2 separate regions of the Mus musculus genome follow, and region 1 is linked to region 2. Evidence: chromatin contacts called from public HiChIP or PLAC-seq data. All regions are on one chromosome and are shown on one strand. Each heading gives the region's core, a stretch centred on a gene start, on an enhancer-like site or on the middle of the called end of the contact. The rest is flanking DNA. Distances are from core to core; before and after follow the strand shown.

Region 1 (4,487 bases), core at 994-3,493, 100 kb before region 2:
ACCTCTCTGGAATGATTAACTATGGAGTAAATTGTCATGGAGTCATTTTTGATAGGTTTTGGGATTTTCATTTCCTGTAAACAAACAAACAAACAAACAAACAAAAGAATAATACTCATTTGGCTCACACAGAAACAAAGAGGTCTGTGCATGCAAGTATTTTGGGGAAAGGTAGTATGACAAGGAAAAAAACAAGAAGAGAGAAAGAAAGACAGGAAGAAAGAAAGAAAGAAAGAGAGAGAGAGAAAGAAAGAAAGAAAGAAAGAAAAGAAAGAAAGAAAGAAAGAAAGAAAGGAAGAAAGAGAGAAAGAAAGAAAGAAAGAAAGGAAGAAAGAGAGAAAGAAAGGAAGAAAGAGAGAAAGAAAGGAAGAAGCAAGGAAGGAAGAAGCGTCATGCCAAGAGGAGCCTAGGACCAAGCTCTACCAGTTCAAACCTGTGATGTTTTAGCAACATTCTCCAAGAAACAGAAAAACAACCTAGATAGAATATCAATGTCCCAGCAATGTAAAGGCCCAGCCAGAGAACAACCGAAGGGCAGAGTCGTGTGGAGGGATAAAAGCATTCTTGTCTTGCATCTGATTCCAGGCTTGCTCCTTTAAACATACATAAAAGCTTACATGCTAGATGGTTATTGCATCAGATCTTTTGTCTTAGTCTTTACTAGTTATAACTGGAGCCACCTACTTTGCCTGCTCCCATTTATCCCTGTTATTCTAATGGTCTAGTCACCATGGTGTAGTGGGGAACCAGAAGTATAGGAACTACCGGTTTTAAGAACCACCAACCAGAGAGCATGCGTTTAGGACCTGGGCCCCAAACACATATGTAACAGATGTATAGGACCCCGAACAGCAGGAGCATTGGCTGGCTCTGTTGCCTGCCTTTGGATCCCTTTCCCCTAACTGGGCTGCCTTGTCTGGCCACAACAGGAAAAGATGTGCCTAGTCCTACTGCAACCTGATATGCCAAGGTGGGTCGATATCCATGGGAGGACCCCCTTTTCTGACAGAAGGGGAGGAGAATCCGGGGCGTGAGGGGGTGGGGCTAGGGGGAGAGGAGGAAGGGGAAGCTGTGACTGGGATGTAAAAGAAATGAAATGAATGCAAATAAGTAAATTAATGAACAAAAGGAAAGAAAACCCAAAGTGAATGGTTCTCTGATGCACAAAGCAGTAGTAACAACAGAAACCCTCAGGTCCTAGGTGGATCTCTACATACATTTAGATACTTAGCTGCCGTATGGGCTGATGATCCCTGCTTTGGGTTGTTGGTGAGCATGCTCCCAGCAGGAGTTGGGAACAGTAAATGGGCAAAAAGCGTGACTGCCCCTCACAGTCTTCTCCTTTAGGAGTTTACCCCACAAAGCCTGCGTCAGCTGGGGAGAGAGGTGTTTGCTTGGGGAATCCAAGCCTTTTAGCTGGGCCGTTGCTTCACTTCCATTATTTCAAGACTGCCAGGAGAGGCCCTTTGTCCTGTGAAGGCTCTATGTCCCAGTGTGGGGGAATGCCAGGGCCAGGAAGTGGGAGTGGGTGAGTTGGTGAGCAGGGGGAGGGTGGGAGGGTGTTTTTCGGAGGGGAAACCAAGAAAGGGAATAACACTTGAAATGTAAATAAAGAAAATATCCAATAAGGAAAAAAAAAAAAGAATGCCAAGTTCTTTAGGCTTTTTTTTTTTTTCTTTTAGAAGACTTGAGAATTGGCTCCCCAGTCTATCTACTTATTTTAGAAAAGTGCCCCCACAATGGTCTCATTCATGGGTAGTGGGGACCCTGGCGCGTGACCAAGGCCATCCTACTATGTGAGAGTTCTCTTCCATAGCTGTAGCTCGTTCCCTTTATTGTTTAAGGCTTGTGATACTTGGCCTCCTTCTCTCTTGAGACACTACTCTAAGTTCTCATGAACTCTACTTCCTGGATGACACCCCCTCCCAGCTTATGATCTCCTTTGATCTAGTCAAATGTGGCAAGGGAAAAGGAGAGTCTCTAACTTGTATTTTCAAGCAGGTTATAGTAACCCTGAAGCACAAAGACTGCCTGATGGGTTAAGCAGACAGAGAACACTGGGAAGCGAGCGAGGGGAAGCATTATCTTAAAGGCCATCAGGGCAGACACTGGGTGTCAGCTCTGCGGTTGCCTTCTCCAATAGAGAAGGCTGACGATTGTGGTGATGTGCTTGGGGGGGGGATCACGGTAACAACAGCAACAGTGGAGAACAGAGCTGAGAGGACTTACCTGCATTGGACGAGTGACTTGTGCATACACAGTGTTCCCTGGAGAGCCTGGGCCATCTGTGCTCTGGGAGGACTCTGTATGGTTAACACACACAAAAGGTACAGCTGTCAGTGGTAGGACTCTGGGGTGAGTCTGCACAGGATCTTGTGTCTTGCTGGCCTCTAGAACACCCCCTGCAAAGCAGTTGTTTCAAGACTGACCCCCCTTTAAGGACTCTCTCTCCACCTCCCAATCTTTTGAGTTCAGTGCTAAACAAGAACTATCGTATGGTCTATTTCTAACCTCACTTCTTGGGTGAGGGTGTGGGTGGTATTCTTATGATTCAGAGTCTCAGTGATTCCCTCATGTCAACACACTTGAAGGACTAAATACCACAGTCTGCGAGATCTCTGGAGACAGTTTTCACAGCCCCGTCTGACAGATTTGACAATTTTAGAGATGAGGAATTTCGGGCTCAAGGGTGCTTAGTGGACTTGTACAGAGTCGCTTAGGAAGAGAGGGACAGGAGTGAGAATGCAGGTCTTCTGATCCCTGACCTCATGCCCTCTCTTCAACAATGGTATCTTGAAACTATCACCCATGAGACGAGACTCAGAAAACGAGCCTGCATCTACATCTCTTTCTCACACATCTATCCAATGTCTCAACTTTGGTTGAGTCTCAGTGGCGGAGTCACAGAGCCTAGTTTTGAGTGTTTTATGCTCCAAGTGACAGTGCATGTGTGGTTCATGGACCCTTTTCGCCGGGACTTGTGTTCTCCATCAGAAAGGAAGTTAGTGATCTTGACCTTGCTCTAGAAGAGTGTGATGCCCCTCACATACTTGGGAGGAATGCTGTAGGTCTCGTGGTTACCAGCTAGTCTTTCTGACACCACAGGGTCCAGATGAATAGTAATGCTCACTCTTTATCCCTCTGGCCAGCCCCTCTTCTCTTTCATTTACCTCTTCCTGTCTGCTTTACGTTTTGTAGTTAGAGGCTGCATGCTCACCTGGATGTTGGCTAGTCAAAGGAAGAGAACCTGGGAAATGAAAGCAGGAAGGTGGAACACGTGAGTTCGGTGAGAGAATATTTCCTCCATCCTTCTCCACCAGGCATCTTTCCAAAGGATGCAGGCAACGGAACCCAAATGAAGGGCAAGTGAGCAAGTGGATCCCGAGGCCGGGTACTGCTCTTCTCAGTAGGACACCTCCCTTATGTATTAACAGAAACCTGGTCACATGCTGGGCATCATCCCAGTGGACTAATTCAGCCAGAAGTTGTGTCCATCCTCCCTTGACCCCTGGCAACCAGAGGCCCCAGACTCTAAACAGCTGCAATCTTACAGCAGATAGAAGAAAGCAGAAGGGAAACTTACCTCTTCTCTTCCAAACATGTATGCTCCAGCACACAAAGATGAGTATGACAGCACTGATTATTGAAATTGTAGTCATAAACCATACTGCATTCCAGGGTGGATTAGTTAGAACCCCTGAAAAGAAGAATTAAATAAAAAGGAAGTGGAACTTCCTAGGATACATAAAATGAGGGATCCTTTGAGTTTGTCTCAGAGGATTTCTTCAGTCCTTCTGGGCTGTCTATAGAGGCTGAGTATGGCCATTTCTACTCGCAGTCTGGGGATCTGTCAGGCTTTCTGAGATGCAGGAGAGGTATGGCCTGGCTGAGGTAGGAGAGAGCCATTTTGACTCCTGAGGTCTTGCTCTTGCACGAGGACTTGGGGAGGGAAAGAAGATTAATAGAGGCAGAGAGTTCTAGAGCCTCCCTGTTCGTTCCTCTCAGCAGCAGTCTGGCTGCTCCAACTGCCACTGTTCAGGCAGTCTTGTGAATCCACACTATAATACTACCCAGCTGCTTGAGGGTCCCAGGAAGACCCAAGGCAGATGTTACCTTGTGGGGCATTGGGCTATGCACAGGCAGGCTGGTCTCCAGTCGAGCTGAGGTCTGAACCCCGGAAGGGTGATAATTCACCTACATGACACGGTAGGCGTTCCCTCATGCTCCTGGAACTCTGGCTCCTGCCAAAGTTACCACCCCCCCCACAGCCCCCACAAGAGAAGCATGGCTAGAAGTCACGTTGGCAATGTCCCAAGCTTCTGACCTTCAGGCTAAACTCCTCCCCAGTTACCTAGCAACAGTAAAGACCATAAGAGAGGCTGCTTGGCCCCACCTAGATCTCTTACTCCTCACTCTCACCCTCTCACTCCTCTCTTTGTCTTCTCTTTGTCACCTCTCTCATTCCTCTCTTATTCCTTTGTTCTCTT
Region 2 (4,744 bases), core at 1,647-4,146:
TTCATATGGAAATAAAACCCCAGAATAGCTAAACAATTCTAAACAATAAAAAATTGCTGGAGGTCTCACCATTGCTGATTTCACGCAATATTACAAAGTTATAGTAAAAAAAAATTAGCATGGTAATTTCATAAAAACAGATAAGTTGGTCAGTGGAGTTGAAATGAAAACCCAGACATAAATCCACAGGCCTATGGACACTTCTTTTAAAAATAAAGAAGCCAGAAACATACATTGGAAAACAGCGTCTTCAACAAATGGAAGTCTGTGTGTAAAAGAATACAAAGAGATCCATACTTATGTTTGTGAACAAAACTCAAATGCAAGTGGATCAAAAACTTTAACATAAAAACTGATAAGGGAGAAAGTTGGGGCACACCCTTGTACTCATTGGCATAGGAGAAGAATTCTTGATCAGAAACTGAGGTGCAGGCAGTAAGACCAACGATAAATGAAACTTCTTGAAACTGAAAAGCTTCTATAAGGCAGAGCATACTGTCATTTGGACAAAATGGCAGCCTACAGAATGGGAAAAGATTTTTTACCAACTTTACATTTGATAGAGGACTAATATCTAAAATACATAAAGAACTCAAGAAGCTAGATATCAAGAATTTAAATAACCCAATTTAAAAGTGAAGGTACAGATCTAAAAGAGAATTCTCAATAGAGAAAATGCAAGTGGCTGAGAAATACTTAAATACATGTTCAGCATCCTTAGCCATCAAAGAAATGCAAACCAAAATTATTTTGAGATTGTATTTCATACCTGTCAGATTGGCTAAGATCAATAACACAAGTGACAACTAATTTTGGCAAAGATGGGGACTAAGGGAAACACTCATTCGTTGCTGGTGGGAGTGAAAATTTGTAAGTCACTCTGAAAATTGATATAGCCATTCCTCAGAAAGTTAAGAATCAGTATACCCCAAGACCCATCTATACCACTCGGGCACATACCCAAAAGATGTGTCCTATGACTACAGGCACACTTGCTTAACCATATTCATTGCTGCTTTGTTCATTATAGCCCCAAACTAGGAACAATCTAGATCTCTCTTCACAGAAGAATGAGTAAAGACTCCGTGGTGCACTTAAACCATGGAGTATTACTTGGCTCTTTAAAAAATCGACATAATGAAATTTTCAGGCAAATGGATGGAACTAGAAAAAAAATCATCATATTATATTTTATTTTGACATTTTTTTTGTTGTTTAGAAGTCAGCTCTTTTCTAATGAGAGACAGAAAGGGAGTAGATGTAGAAGGGGGGAAGGTGGAGAGGGACTGGGAGGAGTTTAGGGAGGGGAAACTCTAACTAGGACATATGGTATGAAAAATCTTCTATTTTCAACAAATAGGGGCAAAGAAACAAAAATGAACCATTGGTTCTTAGCCTACTTGCTAGTGATTTCCATTATGTGACTCCAGTGAGAGCATTAATTAAGTAATTAATTAACTACCTAACAAATATTTATTAAATGCCTACTATGTCCCAGGCATACACAGATCATACCAGTTAAGACAAGAGAATAAACAGATGGAAATACAAAAGGAAAATCAAGCTGAAATGATGCTGGAAACCAAAAACTTAACCCAAATAAACAGTGCAACAACCCATAGGACAATAGGAAGAGGAGGGACCAGGAGTTGAAGGCATAGGTAGGAAAGGGGACAGAAAGTGAAAGAAGACTGGTTTAATGTGATGAAGCACATTGCTTGGGTCTTAAGGTCTCACTCTAGTTCAGTAGGTTGAGTGTAATATGAACAGAAAGCCCAGGAAATTCTGCTGAAACGAGATCAAAGGGACACGTCCCTGCCCTCCCATGTGTATTTTCTAAAAAGTTATGACATAGTAGGACTTCAATACTAACAAGGTTCAGAACTCACAGGTTTGTAGGCAAAGGAACCAGATCCACAGATGGCGCTGGGCCATGTCCAGTCAGACTCCAGTCTTCTGAGGAAAAATAACTGGTGTGGTAGCTGCTTTCACTTCAGTGTGGTGTTTCCGGAGCTGGAGGGAGGAAGTGTGAGCTGATTAAGATGTGTTACTTCTTAACCTACTTACTAGTGTTTTCCATTATACAACAGCAGTGCATATTCATTATTAATTATCCAACAAATATTTATTAAGTGCCTACTATGTGCCAGACATATCATGGATGTTGATCAGTAGCTATAAAGTAATGAGTTCCCTTTGTGGAGTTTATATTCTTTATAGAGGGATTGATAATTATACAGGAAATTTCAGTAAATGGTGATATATGCTGCAGCAGGAAGAAATGCAGGGTGGAGGCATCTACTCCAGGCTAGGGTAAGTTAGGGAGATTTCTGAAAGGAATTGACAATGTAGCTGAGACAAATATGAAGAATGAACTAGTATTTTTAGGCAAGGGGTTAATTGTATTTTGAATCACAAGAATAAGCCATAGTCTTTGAGTTCAGTGTCTCCATGTTTGCATCCATTGCCTCCTGCCCACTGGCCCTATAAAGTCAGCATCTGTGATCTGGAGATTGCTGTATCTCTCCCACTGACCCACCATCACCTAGTTACATTAACTCCCCCACTCACGTCATGAATCAGCACCAATTGTCTCTACACCTGCCTCGCATGGACCCCTTAGTGAGACAAGCGCAGCTAAGCTGAGCACCCCAAGACCCACTCTGCACTCTCAGTGCAAGTATGTCAGATTCCAAAAGGCAGACACACATTTCCAGATAGCAAGCCAAAGATAGAGCCCTCAATGGATCTGAAGTCAGACCCAGAGGCAAACTAGATCCAGAGGACCCCTTCCCAGAGCATAACATCAGATTCTGGTCCAGAGCTGGTCCAGAAAGGTGTTCACCATCAGACAGAAAAGGAAGAAGTGGTCAGTCACAGAGGAACTCCAAGCACTGAGACGGGTTTGTGGAACCAGAAAAGGAACACGGGAGACACCACAAACCATCCAGCAGTAAATGAGCCGATTCCTGGTCATGACTGGTGCTGAAGATGATACCCTGCTCTCAGAGGAGGACTAGAGACACAGACCTTAGTAGTCCAAGCACAGAGAGAAATGACACCTCAACTGTACCATAACCCTCTGGAACATTGCAAATACTCAAGGAAACAAGAAAATTGACTCAAGAGAAACTGACCTTGACACCTGAGCTGAGAGCTCCACTTTAAAATCACATATTACACACAGACACACACACACAGACACAGCACACCCAGAGACACACACAGACACACAGACAGACACACATACCACACACACACAGAGACACACAGGCACACACACACAGAGACACACACAGGCACACGTATACAGAGACACACACAGACACACATACACAGACAGACACACACAACAAAAAAAGTAACAGGGATGGAAGACATAGTAAGGGACTGAGATATTAGGTCAAAGACAGTGACTGGTTTAATATAAGTGTGTAAAATGTGTGATATACTTAGGACAACATGGAAAGAGCAAATTTGTGAATTATGGAGTAAAAGAAGTTGAATTGCATGCTAAAGGTGTAAAAAATATTTTCCACAAAACCATAGTAAAAATAGTTCCACATTTAGGGAAATAGTGAAATGTACACAGAACACCAAATAGGCATGAATCGACAGATACACACACACCACACACAGAGTCACACACAGACATACACAGAGACACACACACAGACACACATAGACACACACACAGACACTCAGACACAGACACACAAATACAAACTAAAATAACTTGTATTGGAGAGATGGCTCAGTGGTTAGCACTGCTCCCACTTTCAGAGGACCTGGTTTTGATTCTCAGCACCTATAACTGTCTGTAACTCTCATTTCAGGGGATCAAACACTGTCTTCTGATCTCAGAAGGCACTGCACACATGTGGTGCACAGACATACATACAAACAATCATACCTTTAAAACAAAAAGTAACCAAACCTGTCTCTTCCTTAAACTACACTCCCCGGAGTAGCAACTCTTAATGGACGTGACTTAGACATAAACTTCCATAGAGTGATTATGAATATATTCTCACTTCTTGACATGTTCAAAGATATGAAGGCCCGCTTAAAGAAATGAAAGTAGACATGAATAAAAGTTTAATAATGATATAGGAAGCTAATTGTTAGATATGAAAGTGGAATTAAATAAAGAAATGGAAATATGAAAGAAAAATCAAACTGAATTGATGCTGAAAATGAAAAGCTTAAGAAAAATAAATATGCAGTGTAAGGCCTCTGCAACTAAATGTGTTGTACTGGCTAGTTTTGTGTCAACTTGACACAGCTGGAATTATCACAGAGAAAGGAGCTTTGGTTGGGGAAATGCCTCCATGAGATCCAACTGTAATGCATTTTCTCAATTAGTGATCAAGGGGGAAAGGCCCCTTGTGGATGGGACTATCCCTGGGCTGGTAGTCTTGGGTTCTATAAGAAAGCAGGCTGAGCAAGCCAGGGGAAACAAGCCAGGGGAAGCAAGCCAGTAAGTAACATCCCTCCATGACCTCTGCATCAGCTCCTGCTTCCTGACCTGCTTGAGTTCCAGTCCTGACTTCCTTCAGTGATGAACAGCAATGTGGACGTGTAAGCTGAATAAACCCTTTCCTCCCCAACTGGCTTCTTGGTCATGATGTTTGTGCAGGAATAGAAACCCTGACTACGACATGTGTCATGAGGAGAAAGTAACAGGGATGGAAGACATAGTAAGGAACTGAGATATTAGGTCAAAGACAGTGACTGGTTTAAT

What was found. HiChIP or PLAC-seq counts read pairs in DNA pulled down with a chosen protein or histone mark.
Region 1: a BATF HiChIP or PLAC-seq map of CD8 T cells shows a contact between it and region 2, with 18 read pairs. The contact joins the enhancer-like site here to the promoter of Cd84 in region 2. A contact is called at or near these places in 3 of 39 promoter capture datasets (the HPC-7 cell line, hippocampal neurons and macrophages), 1 of 15 datasets of contacts at CTCF or cohesin (CD8 T cells), 9 of 484 Hi-C or Micro-C datasets (B cells, the C10 cell line, CD8 T cells and 5 more), 15 of 115 datasets of contacts at active chromatin or transcription factors (the 230-238 cell line, CD8 T cells, the HPC-7 cell line and 10 more) and 5 of 9 other capture datasets (adipose tissue, embryonic stem cells, liver and 2 more).

The regions. Positions count from the first base shown.
Region 1 is chr1:171,937,212-171,941,698 of GRCm38.p6, reverse strand. It overlaps Slamf6 (SLAM family member 6), which reads right to left. Exons shown (of 9, transcript NM_001347186.1): 4 at 3,584-3,697; 5 at 3,218-3,247; 6 at 2,230-2,303; 7 at 3-74. Among named protein-coding and RNA genes, the nearest start is that of Gm37065, 20 kb to the right of the region's middle. Within about 2 kb of position 2,243, at least 35 of the 459 cell types and tissues checked have an H3K27ac peak or open chromatin away from gene starts, as enhancers often do. A contact at or near this core is called in CD8 T cells, Th1 cells, Th17 cells and 6 more, where this site is marked.
Region 2 is chr1:171,837,849-171,842,592 of GRCm38.p6, reverse strand. It overlaps Cd84 (CD84 antigen), which reads right to left and starts at 2,896. Exons shown (of 9, transcript NM_013489.3): 1 at 2,795-2,896; 2 at 1,890-2,013. The coding sequence starts at 1,935.